Linked DNA regions of Macaca mulatta: regions 2, 3 and 4 are each linked to region 1. The links are chromatin contacts, called in public Hi-C maps. All regions are on one chromosome and are shown on one strand. Each heading gives the region's core, a stretch centred on a gene start, on an enhancer-like site or on the middle of the called end of the contact. The rest is flanking DNA. Distances are from core to core; before and after follow the strand shown. Region 1 holds the start of DCAF16 (DDB1 and CUL4 associated factor 16). Region 2 holds the start of LAP3 (leucine aminopeptidase 3). Region 3 holds the start of MED28 (mediator complex subunit 28). Region 4 holds the start of LCORL (ligand dependent nuclear receptor corepressor like).

Region 1 (3,854 bases), core at 54-2,553:
TACAGGGTTTGTGAGCAATAAACAAAGTAAAGTGCTTAGAATGATAAAGGTCAATCACGTGCAAGTTACTATTATTAATACATCAATATGAACCACAGCAATATTGATTGAAAAAAGCCAGAGGCACATATAATTATTCATTTAATGGTTAAAACATGCAAAATAGTACAATATCCTCATTCAGGGATTTATTTAGTCATTAACATAAAAAAATGTGTCATTAATATATAAAAATCTGCATGGTAAAAGTTAACAGTAAATTAAGAAAATCCATTACTTCTTCGGAGTGAAGGTAATTCAAAAGGAGAAAGATGTACAGGTGGCTTTAGTAATGTTCTATTTCTTCAGCTGGCAGTAGGTTACTGAGGTGTAGGAGAGGGAAAAACGGCTTCCCTCCATCCTCCTAGGTTCTTTGGCTGGGTTACAAATTAACTTGACATAAACATTAACAAGAAAAAAAACCCGTACTTAACTACACATGCAGAGTCGTCCCACCATGGTCAGATGATTGAAGATTATACAGCATCCTACGCTACTCAAGAAATGGTGGTTTGCGGCTTTCTGGGGGATGGTTGGCCACAAAGTTGTGGAAAGGTGAGGGGAGGAAATAAACGGTGAATAAAAGTTGTCTTGATATGCAGATAAAATCTCCCAGGTAACAAAAATTATCGCAGAGCTGCCCTCTTCGTGATACAGATGCTTTACTGATGTATATTTCCTCTGTAGATGTAAATTTCTTTTACAACAGGACAGATTTTCAGAGTGACTCCTGTGTCTGCATTTTGTCAGAATACCAGCTCAAAATATACCCTAGAAGTATACTGTAGGGTGGCATATTCTGTTCTCCTACAGTCTTATTTTTGGATGGTGCATCCTGAGATCCAACAGAAATTCTGCCTGATATAATTTCATTTAAAATTTAAAAACCTAGTTTCTACTCTTCTTTGTTTTAACCACTACCCGAAAGACCTTTCCATTCTCTTGAGTTCTCCCTTAATACACTGTCCTTATGCCCGCTTGTAAACAGGGCCTCGACAGCTGCATATCTAGAAAGGGCAATAGCTAAGTTAGCCCGCACCCCCTTCGCAGCGATCCCCGGGCCGCCTGCACCCCCTGCGGAACCTCGCAGTCGGCTTCACCAGGGCAGGGACTAAGGCCTTCAAAAGACCGCATCCGTCTCCACTAACCTCGGGTCGCCCAGCTTAGCGGACCCAGCAGCGTCTCCCTTCTCAGAGGCGGCCGGGCCTCCGGGACGCGCTACGAACTTTCCTTTGTCGCCGTCTCTCGAAACGGAGCCCTCGTGTGGGGATCCCCCGCCCTCTGGCCACAAGGGAGGTTGTTATCTTCGGCAGATCTCCCGTTCTCACCCTTGGAGGATCGCTTCTTCTTTCTCGCCTCACGCTCAACCGCACTACCCAGCTAGGCCTAACACTAGCAACCCTTCCCCTCCCGCGGCTAGGCCACTCCACTCGGCTCCCGCGCCGACACTACTTCCGGCCGAGTCAAGGTCCCTCCCCCTTAAAAACGCCACTTCCCTCCGTGAAAACTGTTGGACAAGGTTGAAGCTAGACGCATGCGCCCAAAGCGCAGGGTGTGAGTTGGGTGGACCCATCGCTTCCCGCTCTCTCCTCCCAGAGCGCTTGCGGCAGTCTCGCGGGATTTTTCCCTCTCGCGGCAATTATTTGAACGTTCGGGCGGTAAAGACTCCCGGGGCTGTCAGAGAAGACTGCGGAGAGCTCTGCCTCTGGGTTGGCGGGCGGGCGGGCAGGCTGTAGCCGAGCGCGGGCAGGACTCGTCCCGGCAGGGTTCCAGAGCCATGGGAGCCGAAAAGAGGCTGCTGTCGATTAAGGAGGCCTTTCGGCTGGCGCAGCATCCGCACCAGAACCAGGCGAAGCTGGTGGTGGCGCTGAGCCGCACCTACGGCACGGTAAGCGCGCCCGGCCCTGGCCGCCGCCCCTCGCCCGCCCCGGCCCACCCTCTCTCAGGGGCCCTCCGTGGCCCTCGGGCTCGGCGCACCGTGACTCCAGCCTTGTTCACCTTCGCGACTCACTTCATAGGGACCACCTGAGGTTCGGAGAAGTCAGGGATTTACCCGAGGTCGCCTGCGCCCAGGCCAGAAAGACTCGGAAGTCTGGGCGTCGTTCACACGGGCCCCGCCTTGGCTTTTCTGAGCCGACACCCCCAGCCTCTGGGCGGCGTGGACCGTTATTCCTTAATCTGATTGTGAACGTGGAGAGAAGCATTTACGACCACCGAGGCTATCAGACATCAAATATTGAACCGCAGAGTGGATCCTGAATGCGGGGGTTCGGTGGTCGTTGCCCCTGGGGTCATCGTTCCCCGCCGACCGTCAAATGATTCTACCCTCGTCCCACGGTTACATTGAATCCAATCACCAAATACCAAATTAATCGTTAGGGCCTGGCCATTCTTATTTATGTACATTACTATTTGTTTGTTTTGAGTGGAACCTTGAGAAGACTAGAACAATTAATTTGGGGAAGCTGAATTATCTTGAGGTCCAAGAAAAATTGTAAGTAAACATCGCAGGGCTTTGAGGATATGAGATAGGATGTGCAGGTTATCTCACAAAGAAGCTGCTGGTGATAGGAAGAGATAGGAAGACCTGAATATGAGAAATATAAAAGGCAGTATTGATTTTGGGTTGTTGATGAAGAAGCGTATTTGTAATGTGCTGGTACTAAAGGCTTATTGAGAATTCAAAGATATTGAAAAAAACAATCAAAGGAATCTTTTTACTGTCAAAAGTCAAGCTCGTCTACTCCCATTATAGCCTGGAGAGAAATTCATGCAAATTAATTGCCCTTTTGCTGGTTTGGATAATTAAGAGTTTACTAAATAAAGATTTTAATTTGTCTGCATTATTATGGCTAGTGCTTTCAGAAGTCTTAGGGTGATGTTGGGAATAAAGGATTTCTGTCGGTGCAGTTTATGAAGGGTTTCTTTTGTCTTTCAGATGGATGATAAAACAGTTTTTCATGAGGAGTTCATACATTACCTTAAATATGTTATGGTGGTCTATAAACGTGAACCAGCTGTGGAGAGGGTAATAGAATTTGCAGCAAAGTTTGTTACCTCATTTCACCAATCGGATATGGAAGATGATGAGGAAGAGGAAGATGGTGGCCTTTTAAATTATTTGTTTACTTTTCTCTTAAAGGTACTATGAAAATGATAGCTTTGGGAGGGATTTTAGAAAATTTTGCCACTTAGAGTCGTGGGAGTTTGTATGTTTTTGACAATGAAATATCTAGTGATTTAAAAAATCTGAATGAGTCTACGTTTTATGGGAAATATTAGAATTATCATTATGATTAAAAAGTGGACTTTAACTCCAACATTAAATTTTTAATGACCTCTTTAAACCAGTTCTCCTATGTTTATTTTAAATGAGTTCTGTATTTTAGAAGCTGCTACACAGAGGACTATGTAACTTAGCAAAGACTTCTTTCAGACTGTTTATTTTGAGACTGTATAAAATATATATTTGCTATACATATGGACCAAGGTAGCATTATAAGTTCTCTTCAGGAAATGAATTGTTGTTGTAACTTCTTGCATTCTGAATATATAGAGTTCAGATAATATTGATTATTTGGGAGTGGTATGTGACTATGAATAAGTTTTGATTTGTTTCTGTTTTAGTCTCATGAAGCAAACAGCAATGCAGTGAGATTTAGAGTGTGCCAGCTCATAAACAAGCTTTTGGGAAGTATGCCAGAAAATGCTCAGATTGATGATGATGTGTTTGATAAAATTAATAAAGCCATGCTTATTAGATTGAAAGATAAGATTCCAAATGTGAGAATACAGGCAGTTCTGGCGCTTTCACG
Region 2 (3,466 bases), core at 688-3,187, 230 kb before region 1:
CGAGACCAGCCTGAGCAAGAGAGAGAGACCCCATCTCTACTAAAAGCAAACAAACAAACAAACAAAAGCCAGGCCTAGTGGCACAAGCCTGTAGTCTCACCTACTTGGGAGGCTCAGGTGGGAGGATCACTTGAGCCCAAGACTTCAAGTTTACAATGAGCTACAATCGTGCCACTGCACTCCAGCCTGGGCGATAGAGCCAGACCCTGTCTTTAAGAAAAGGGTTTCTCTGGATGATGCATTGGTTTTCACTAAGGCACCACTCTTCCCAGCACTGCTCAGTCTTTCTCCACCCTTGACTCCAGTGTCTATCAACCATAAATAGCTTTCACCACCCCACCCCACCAGCTTCTACAAAGACTATCTATTGACTCCAACATCCACAATAAACGTCTCTTCCTGCCTTTCAAGATTCCCTTTAATCCAGCATCACTCTCTTTGTATAACTACCTCTTATTCCAGGCAGGCCTGATCTCTCCACCCCCAAGCCAAGCCAGCACCCTCCCACACATTCTCCTGACTCAGATCTCCACCTCAATCATCTATAGCATTCTCATTCTGCTGGCTCCTTTCAAGCTTTCTCTTTGTTTTTGCTTCTATTATCTGAAAGCCACACATAGCACCTATCCTGTTCTTTAATTATAGATGCTACCTGCACTAGACCTTGATCATGAATTCATTCAAACATATTATGAGCACCCTGTATTGGTTCCAGGGACAGTCTAAATGCTAGATCTAGGTACTCGCTATGCAGAGATGAAAAAGGCATGGCTCCCTAGACGACTGGGGGGAAACAGACAATAAGAATGAAACCACCTTTGCAAATATTATAACTAAGAATATTATGACAGCAGGCCGGGAGCGGTGGCTCACGCCTATAATCCCAGCACTTTGTGAGGCCAAGGCAGGCGGATCACGAGGTCAGGATTTCGAGACCAGCCTGGCCAATATGGTGAAACCTCGCCTCTACTAAAAACACAAAAATTTGCCGGGCACAGTGGCTCACGTCTGTAATCCCAGCACTTTGGGAGGCTGAGGCGGATGGATCACCGGAGGTCAAGAGTTCAAGAGCGGCCTGGCCAAGATGGCCAAACACTGTCTCTACTAAAAATACAGAAATTAGCCAGGCGTGGTGTTGGGCGCCTGTAGTCCCAGCTACTCGAGAGGCTGAGGCAGGAGAATCTCTTGAACCCGGGAGGCTGGGGTTGCAGTGAGTCAAGATCGCGCCATTGCACTCCAGCCAGGGATACAGGAGGGAGACTCCGCCTCAAAAAAAAAAAAAAAAAGATTAGCTGGGCGTGGTGGCAGGCGCCGGTAATCCCAGCTACTCCGGAGGATGAGGCAGGAGAATCGTTTGAACTAGGGAGGTGGAGGCTGCAGTGAGCCGAGATAACTACATTGCACTCCAACCTGGGCGACAGAGTGAGACTCCGACTCAAAAAAACAAAACAAACAAAAAAAACGAAAACTCAGTAGGAGTGTCTTACTATTCAGCAACTTTGAGAACAAGCTCTGGCACTCAGTTCTTATTTCCCGGGAGTTGCCCAGCGCTCCGCCCACACCCGCTCTCAGAGCTCTCCTCGCCTCCGTCCCACCCATCGTGTGACGTCACCCTCTCGGTCCCGCCCCTCTACTTCGCGTTCGTCCCGGGACTGTAAACCGCGTCCGGAAGCCCCGCCTTTTCGCCCCCGCCCGCATGCGCACGCGCACACGAATGCGGGCGCACCCTTGAGTCCCCTCAACAGCCGCGGGTTGGTCCCAACAGTCCAGTCGGCCGGTGCTGCCCATCCGCCCCACCCCCTAGACGCAAGTCCGCTCGCCGGGCGCCCGAGCCCGTTCGCGCGCGCGCCGTCTGCACCCCGAAAGCCACGCCCCCAGGCGCGCGCCCGCCCACCGCTCTCCACGTGCTCGCTGGAGGGCGGCGCGAGGGGCTGAGCCGACAAGATGTTCTTGCTGCCTCTTCCGGCTGCGGGGCGAGTTGTCGTCCGACGTCTGGCGGTGAGACGTTTCGGGAGCCGGGATCTCTCCGCCGCAGACATGACGAAGGTGAGAGGCGGCGGCTCGCTCTCGGTGCGATGCTGGGGCCATGCCCGTGGGCGACTGGGCTGCTGGACGGGTCGAAGCTGCGGTGTGCGGGGCGTCCACGCCAAGTTGCAAAAATCAGTTTAAAAGAAAAATTCTCTCCTTGCGGGGATCGGCCTAGGCCGCTGAGGACCCCAGCGATCGTATTGAGGGCGCGCTTCCCGTTTGGGGTGAGGGGGTGATGGCTGTAGCCGCCCTTTACCTGGCTCCGCTCGGCCGCGAGCTTGCTCCGGTTGTCACCCGCGGTCCTCGCAGTAACCCGGGGAAGGACGCAGCGGTGGGGCCCCCACCCGAGCTTGGGGGAGTTTGCCAAGGTGAAAGGGTTTCTGAGGTCCCAGAGTCACAGGGCTCTTTCCCCCGCGGAAGTGAAAGGTCAGGGAGTTAAGTGGTTTGGAAGGGTTTCTAGAGGAAATGCATGTCTCTCTAGAGAAAAGGGCTTTGCAGAGAGACCCACATTTCCCAGAATTAAGAGCACCTTCCAGAAGAAAAGTGAACTCCAAAAAATTACGAAGGTCGCTCGTCAGATGTGAAGGATCTGGAAAGGGAATGACTCTCGGAACCAGCACAAGCTTGGGAGTCACACCTGAGCACCAGAAAGAGATGACTGTCCCTGCAGAAGAACGTTCTAGGTGGAGCTTGAGCTCCAGTCTCCTGCAGGTATCTCAGTGGCTAAGGGACCAGTCGCCTGACCAGTGCTGTCTCGGTACTGTGCCACAGCCTACCCAGATAACAGTTGCCCAGTTGGCTTGATTCCCGGGGAGTGAACAATCTTAGGAAAGTTAGAACCTGGCAGAGTTAATAATGCCAAGGAAGGCTGTTGTCTTGGGTGGAAAAGACCGAGAGGTCACTATTCTGAGTGTCTGTGTGGTTTTGTGGAAAGACCAACTGATGGGTGGGAAGACATCTGGATTCTCACTCAGTCCTACTACACAGGAGCTCCTTTGTCAAATTAGGTTTCAGTTTCCTTATCGGTCAAGAGGGAATGAGACTACTTGTTCTTTCCACCTCGCAGAATTGCCGTCAGGCAGACGAAACATTTTTAAAGTCATAAATTGCTGTGCAAAAGTAAATACTAAGTATTACTAGGTTTACTTCCTCATTTCTGGTATTTGAGACCTGGGACTTGCAAAGGAGAAGAAGGGAGTGAGCCGCTAAGTGCTTAGCAGAATGCTTCTACCCTCTCTAGGAAGTTGGTACTTCTCTTACAGCCTCTATGTTGACCGCAGTCCTTACGTGGCAACAGTCCTTATGATGGGAGGCACAGCCATTGCCTTGATTGGAACGGCATCCTAGGATACCTGGGATTTGCACTTGAGGATTGTAGGAGAGGAAAATCTTCCTTCTATCCTCCTAGGTTCTGTGGCTGGGCCTAAGAAAACTGACG
Region 3 (3,452 bases), core at 567-3,066, 200 kb before region 1:
TATTAAACCTCTACATACATTATCTTGTTCTTGGTAATTTTTCTAAAACAGTGTTCCCTCATCTTATAAATGAAGTGATGGGTTTTCAGCAAAATCCAAAAAATGTTAGTGCTTTTTTGTGCAGTACTCCAGGGGGACTGCAAGAGAAATACCACTGACCATGCTCTCAGGAAATTTACATTGAGGTTAGGTAAACTGGATATTAATGAGACTTGAAAGGCTGGGCACAGTGGCTCACTCCTGTAATTCCAGCACTTTGGGAGGCCAAGGTAGGTGGATTTCTTGAGCCCAGGACTTCGAGACCAGCCTGGTCAACATGGCAAGACCCCATCTCTACAAAAAATTAGCCAGGTGTGGTGGTGCAGGCCTGTAGTCCCAGCTACTTGGGAGCCTGGGACGCGGAAGTTACAGTGAGCTGTGATTGTGAAACTGCACTGCAGCCTAGGTAACAGAGTAAGAAGACACTGTCTAAAAAAAAAATATATATATATATATATATATATATATATATATATATACTTGCTAAAAAGTAAAATGCCATTATTTTTACTAATTTATTCCTTATTTTAAAAAATAGAGTATTAGTTTTAATAAAGATTATTTCTGTTAATATGTAATGAATTTATTATTTTTTAATGAATTGATTTTTTAAAGTCTCAGTTTTAACTTATCAGATAAATACTAGCAGACTTAACTCACATAAACAAAAACTTTGGGATCCTCAATAATTTTTAGGAGTGTAAAGGGGTCTTGAGACCAAAACTGTCTGAAAACTGCTGGACTTGTTTCCTCCTGGCAGTCTCTTCTGGTTTTTTCAGTGATCACGTATTTATTATGTCTATCTATGCCAGGCACCATTCTAGATTCTGGGGATACAGGTGAATAAGACAGGCAGGCTCTGATGTATGTATAGAACTTATTTTCTAGTTGGCATGTGTTTGATAGAGAAGGAGGAGGGGGGTAGGTGATTTAGTCACTTTGGGAGGCCGCGGCGGGAGAATCACTTGAGCTCAGGAGTTGGAGACCAAACTGGATAACATGGTAAAACCCCTGACTCAACTAAAAAAAAAAAAAAAAAAAAAAAAGCCTGGCGCGACGGCACGCACCTGTGGTCCTAGCTACTTGGGTGGCTGAGGTGGGGGGACTGCTTGAGCCCGGGCGGTCGAGCCCTGATCATGACACTGCACTCCGGCCTGGGCAACAGAGTGAGACCCTGAGAAAAAAGAAAGAAAAAAAAAGATTAGCACAGTGACTTTCTCTTTGATGTAACCATAAACATCTAAAGAGAACAGTGCCGGCCACGTTGGGAACCTCAACAAAGTTGTTTCCATTATCCACCACCAACCAGAATTCAGGAAGAACTTTGCCTGTCTTGTTCCCGCTATAATCAATGACTCAACAAATGTTTGTGGAGAGAGTGGGTGACCCTCTCCTTTTACCAACGGTAAACAGCCCGCGGAAAGAAAAAGTGACTTAGCCAAAGTCTCTCCAGGCATTTGGGGCAGAGTCGGGACTAGCATAGTAGTATCTCGACTCTCGCGGGAGGACTCGCTCCACTGTAGTTATTCATTCCCCTTTCCATACAACCAGGTCTAATCCAGCCACAGTCTTCAATTCTTAAGCTAAGAAAAAAGGAAAATACATGTAAACTCTGTTTTGCGATAGACGAGAAGACAGAAGAATCAAAAATCCTCCCTCCGGAGGCGCAACAGAATCCTTCCACAGCGCGGTCCTGTCACGTGACCACGCATCGCACACCAGACACCTGACCTTCTGAGGCGGCTTCCGCGCAGGCGCAGTGGACCTCTCTTGCGCCATTCCAGACATGGCGGCTCCGTTAGGGGGTATGTTTTCTGGGCAGCCACCCGGGCCCCCTCAGGCCCCACCGGGCCTTCCGGGCCAAGCTTCGCTTCTTCAGGCAGCTCCAGGCGCTCCTAGACCTTCCAGCAGTACTTTGGTGGACGAGTTGGAGTCATCTTTCGAGGTAATATAAGACATGGGCGTCTTTGTCCCCAGCCTTTCCTTTTTTCTGAAACGTGAGCTGCGCGTACGCGTATCTACTCCAGGGATGCGAGCAACTAATTTACAGATAGGGAAACTGAGGCTTAAAGAACGTAAGTCATTGCTTTAGGCTTCCCCGTGGCCCGTATTCAATTCAGGTCTGCTGGCGGGGGCGCGTAAACTCGAGATTTCTGGAAATGTGGACCCGAAGTTTGCCTAAACCCCAAACTTGGAACCCTTCCAGATTCCCAGCCGGCTGCTGCCATCCCAACCGGTCGTCGGTCTCATCCCTGAGCACCGTTTCTTGCATCCCTGCATGTTCATTAAGCCTTTTCGGAGCTCAAAGTTTCACTACTGTGTCCTGTATCCTTTCCGCTGGGCTTCACCCTTAAACGATCCTAAAGAGACTCTTATGAGGGGAAATTGACTTCCTTAAATTACCAGGCGCAGCTTGGTACTAGGGGCCGAGGAAAGAGGAATGGTGGAGGTTAGGGAGCGAGGGAGCCACAGATGACCCAATCTCAGTTCTGCCCAAGGAGTTTACCTTGTAGCGAGAAAGGTGAACTGTGTATTGAGGGAAGATAGAGAGGTGAAAATAAGTGCTCTGGTGATTTCCAGTGGTCTTTAAAATGGAAGATGAGCTATTCCTGTCTAGTAATAAAGTAACATAACTTCAAATTGGAGTTAACTTTTCCACATTTAAATCCCAGTTTTGTCCAGCGCGGTGGCTCACGCCTGTAATCCCAGCAGTTTGGGAGGCCGAGGCGGGCTTATCACGAGGTCAGGAGTTCGAGACCAGCCTGACAAACATGGTGAAACCCCGACTCTACTAAAAATACAAAAATTAGCCAGGCGTGGTGGCGTGCGCCTGTCATCCCAGACACGAAAGAGAGTGAGGCAGGAGAATCGCTTGAACTCGGGAGGCGGAGGTTGCAGTGAGCCGAGATCACGCCATTGCACTCCAGCCTGGGTGACAGAGCTAGACTCCGTCTCAAAAAAATAAAATTAAATTAAATAAAAATCCCAATTTTGTGACTTTTAATATTGTATCTAATAGCACCGTGGTACATTTATAATTATAAATATGTAATTTGTAAGCGATTGTATTATTCAGACGGCATGGACAAAATGCTTTTACTACACGGATGTACAAAGATTTAGAAATAAATGATTTGAGATGGAGTCTCACTCTCTCCCTCAGGCTGGAGTGCAGTGGCAGAGTTTCGGCTCACTGCAACCTCTGCCTCCCGGGTTCAAGCGATTCTCCTGCCTCAGCCTTCTGAGTTGCTGGGATTACAGGCGCCCGCCACACGCCCGGCTAATTTTTTTTATTTTTGGTAGAGACGGGTTTTCACCATCTTAGCCAGGCTGGCCTTGAACTCCTGACCTCATGATCCACCCTCCTCTGCCTCCCGAAGTGCTGAGATTACAGGCATAAGCCACCGTGCCTA
Region 4 (3,785 bases), core at 129-2,628, 210 kb after region 1:
GCGACTGCAGCAAGGTCGGGAGTCCCACCATTCCTGTCACCCTAAACAATCCACAGGGTGACAGCCCCAAGCCCAGAAGTTTGAAGCAAAACGATTCATATCCAACCAAAAAGAGGGAATTGCAGTTGAATGGGGATGGGAGGTGGGGAGGACGATGCGTGTGCGTGTGTGTGTGTGTGTAAGGAAGAGTCCATCACATGACAGTGAAAGAGGACCAGAGTCGTCGGGGCGTCCGCAAGCAGAAAAGGGGGGGAGGGTGTCGTTGCCGTGGCAACACCCCCCATCCGTCCAGACTTCCAAAGAGGGAGGAAGAACTTCAAATCCCAACCGTCAGCGCTCAAGCGGCTCCTTCTTAAAGGGGTACACACAGCGCCGCCGCCGAGCGCGAGAGGGCAGAGTTGGGCGCCCCCCGCCCTTCGGGCGACGCCCCCGCCGCCCCTCGCCCCCAGCCGGCCCATCCGCGGCCCCCGCCCTACGAGCGCCCGGGGGGTCTCCAGGTCCAGGTCCCCAGGAACTGGCCGCGTCTGCTCACCCGGCCCCCGGCGGCGAGAAGGGGGTGTGTGTGCGCTCGGCGGGGGCGCGGACCAGCCCGCCTTCCTCCGGCCGCCCTGCCCGCCCTGCCCGCCGGCTCCCCTCCGCCAGGGCGCCGACCCACCGGGCCGCTTCCTCCCTCCTGTCAGGGTGGACGGCTGGCGACTGCCGGCAGCGACGGGCGCCGAGGAGTTACGGGGAGAGCGCTAGCGGGCTGCTTCCGCGGGGGCTCAGCAAGCGGGTCCGAACTAACAGTTCCCGGGGAGCCCAAGAGCTGGGAAGGCGAAGGAGGGCGGACCGCGCCGGGCCAGCAGCCCGCAAGACAAAAGGCGAGCGCCGGGGCCGCCGCGCCGCGCCGCTCCCATCTCGCTCCCCCACCGAACTAACCCGAACGGGAGATTCAACTAAACCCCTCAGCCACAAACTCCTCGGGCTGCGACAGCCGTCGCCGCGCGGAGCCCGGAGCCCCGGCCCGCGTCTCTCTTACCTACACAGTGCATGAGGCGGTGGCGCCAAGAGTCGAGTTCCCGCCGGAATCCTCTCCTCTCCGCCGCGCACCGAGGGCTCCGGCACTGAGCGGCGGCGGCGGCGGCGGCGGCAGCAGCGGCGGCGGCAGCGGCCATTCTCTCTCTTCCCTTGTCCATCTGCGTCCCGCGTCACGCGCCCTCATTTACATACGAGCAGCGCAGGCACGAGGCAGGGGCGCGAGCCCTCGGCGCGAGCCCCGGAGCGCGCGCCCCCCGGAGGGGGGTTGATTGACACGTGTCACTACCTTCCCTCTGCCCTGCCCTCCCCCTCCCACCGCTCCCTCAGGGAGAGGCGGGGAGGGAGCCAGAGGAGAAGGAAGCAACCTGCCGCTTCCGCTGACCCCGCCTCCCCACCCACTACCCTCCTCCCCCTCCCGCTGGAGTTTACTCAGGCGAGCCATACCGCTCCCGCCGCCCGCGAAAACCCTGAGCGGGAGCGAGAGACCCGGAGCCCAGCCAGGAACCGGCGTGCTAGTGGAGCGGACTAGCAACGCCTACTTTCTGCCTTCACTACGGGACTCCGACAGTCCGGAGACTTCACTTCCCAGGCTTCATTGCGCCAGGATCCCGAAGCCGAGTTTGGCGCCGTGGCGCGTTGCTTGCCGGTCATTGTAGTCCAAAAGAAAGGATCGTTTCCCCCCCTCCACACTCGGGTTTGCAGGCTGGCCTGGAACTTCTCTGCGCCGCGCCGCTGGGGGTGCTGAGCCTGTCGCTCCCTGCGCCCGGGACCGTGCGCTGCCCGGGTGGCCGGTTCTGACCCGACTGCTTTAGCTTCCTCAGGCTCCGCGATAGAAGGGTGGTGGAAGCCGCAAGAGTTGTCGGCCCCTTGTGGGTTCAGGCTTCGCTTTGTGTTCTAAGTGCTGGAAACTTTCCGGGGTCTCTGTCTTCTTGTCACTCCGCAGGGATAAGGGCAAGTCGGTCATTCGCCTACATCTGGAATAACTGCCAAACGTCCTGAGAGAGATCCCGGAGTGACTTCGGTTTTCAAGGCGAAGAGATATCGGAAAGCGAGAATCCTTACAAGGACTAGGAAAAAGATGCGGGGTTTTTACACTGAAAATTACTTGCAGGGGACTGGGCGTAGCCGGCTGAAAACTGCAGAAGGAAAATTTTCTTTATAAGCTCCTGGAGGGCAGCGACCCACTGAGACCTCTGTACCGTGACATCTGTCACTCACTAGACCCTAGTACAGTGTGTGACGCGGGATTAAGCACTTTACAAATGTTATGGAATGAATTCTACGCCGTGCTAGAGAAAATAACTTCTTCAGAGAGAGCGAGAGAGGAATCTTATGTTTAAATACAGACTCCAATTAGAGTTTTTACTTTTGCACCAGAGCGATTGTGCGTTTGTTTCCGTATACGTGCAGTTGATCAAGCCGAAGCTAAGCCACCCAACGTTTGCTAAGAAGTACTGTGTATGTCTGGAAATTTATTCACAAGTCTGTGGGAAATATGTTTAATTCTTCTTGGAAATCTCATAAATTCTGAGTTCAGTACCACCTTCCATGTTTTGTGGCTTATCCTTAACCACCTTCTTTCTTTTTCTTCCTATGAGAAAGTATTTCTTTGCTCATTATGACTTCAGTAGTGAAGATGTAATTTTACATTTTCATAAGTTAAAAATAATAAAGTCTGAACGCATAATCACCTTTTCTAGAACGGTCACAATTGGAGTGCAGGTGAAATTACTAATGAAGGTGATCTTGGAATTGTCAGTGGATGGTTTCAGTTAACCACTTCCACTCATAATTGCCACGAGGATCAGCCTTTGCAGTTTTCCTGATCGCTTTTATAGTAATCTACATTAGTTAGGATGGGAAAAATTATGGTGCAGTAATAAATGATCCAAGAATCTTAGTGGCTTAAAACAACAACAAAAAACTATTTCCTGCTTATTTACATGTTCATCTCTGGGTGGCAGGAGGAGGGGGCTTCATTCCATGTGGAACGTCCCCCGTTGTGTAATAGGCAAAAGGAAGATGAAGAATGGCAAACTGGTTCTTCCTAAAAGTGATACAAGTCAGTTCTCACGTTTCATTGACCAAAGCAAATTATATGGGCATGTAAAAAAGGGAGCAGGGAAGTGCGATCCTATTATATGTGCAAAAAGAAGATAACCAGAATTTATTGGTAAATAGTATCAAGGATTACTGTGATCTATCTTTCTAGTCACCAGTTACAGTTCACTTTCTTTACACTACAAAATAGATTTGCTCCTATCACAAAGTGAGACAATCCAAAAGTTCTGTTCAGTAAAGGCATTAATCTCAAAGCCTAGCATCTCTGGGTGATGCTTGGTAGTCTCCATATTGGAACTGGATAAAGCTGCTCTTGTTATAGACAACTAAAAAGATAAGGTATCCTCCCCCGATCTCTCTCACTTGCAATTTCTCTTCTCCCTCTCTCTCTCTCTCTCTCTCTCTCTCTCTCTCTCTCTCTCACACACACACACACACACACACACACACACACACACAGAGTGATGGAATAGGAACTAAATAGACGTGTCTTAGTCTATTTTTTGCTGCTGTAATGGAATACCACTTACTGGGTAATTTATATGAAGAATAGACGTTTATCGCTCACAGTTCTGGGGCCTAGAAAGTCCAAGATCAGGGTACTGGCATCTAACAAGGGCCTTCTTGTTACATGGCCCCGCAGTGGAAAGGCAAAGAGAAGGCAAATAAGTAAAAAAGGGCCAAACTCATCCTTTTATAATGAACCC

Evidence for each region. Hi-C and Micro-C count contacts between places; a contact is called where the count stands out from the background.
Region 2: a Hi-C map of fetal cortex germinal zone shows a contact between it and region 1, with 2.9 times the contacts expected there. The contact joins the promoter of LAP3 here to the promoter of DCAF16 in region 1. A contact is called at or near these places in 3 of 14 Hi-C or Micro-C datasets (CD4 T cells, blood and fetal cortex germinal zone).
Region 3: a Hi-C map of cortical neurons shows a contact between it and region 1, with 5 times the contacts expected there. The contact joins the promoter of MED28 here to the promoter of DCAF16 in region 1. A contact is called at or near these places in 2 of 14 Hi-C or Micro-C datasets (cortical neurons and fetal cortex germinal zone).
Region 4: a contact with region 1 is called in a Hi-C map of liver, with 4 times the contacts expected there. The contact joins the promoter of LCORL here to the promoter of DCAF16 in region 1. A contact is called at or near these places in 6 of 14 Hi-C or Micro-C datasets (CD4 T cells, blood, cortical neurons and 3 more).

The regions. Positions count from the first base shown.
Region 1 is chr5:16,872,128-16,875,981 of T2T-MMU8v2.0, forward strand. DCAF16 (DDB1 and CUL4 associated factor 16) reads right to left here and starts at 1,304. Exons shown (of 3, transcript NM_001194742.1): 1 at 1,188-1,304. NCAPG (non-SMC condensin I complex subunit G) reads left to right here and starts at 1,539. Exons shown (of 21, transcript XM_015138089.3): 1 at 1,539-1,927; 2 at 2,978-3,181; 3 at 3,667-3,854. The coding sequence starts at 1,817.
Region 2 is chr5:16,639,238-16,642,703 of T2T-MMU8v2.0, forward strand. LAP3 (leucine aminopeptidase 3) reads left to right here and starts at 1,938. Exons shown (of 13, transcript NM_001260698.1): 1 at 1,938-2,046. The coding sequence starts at 1,945.
Region 3 is chr5:16,675,800-16,679,251 of T2T-MMU8v2.0, forward strand. MED28 (mediator complex subunit 28) reads left to right here and starts at 1,817. Exons shown (of 4, transcript XM_015138086.3): 1 at 1,817-1,984. The coding sequence starts at 1,826.
Region 4 is chr5:17,083,638-17,087,422 of T2T-MMU8v2.0, forward strand. LCORL (ligand dependent nuclear receptor corepressor like) reads right to left here and starts at 1,379. Exons shown (of 9, transcript XM_078003176.1): 1 at 1,019-1,379. The coding sequence starts at 1,175.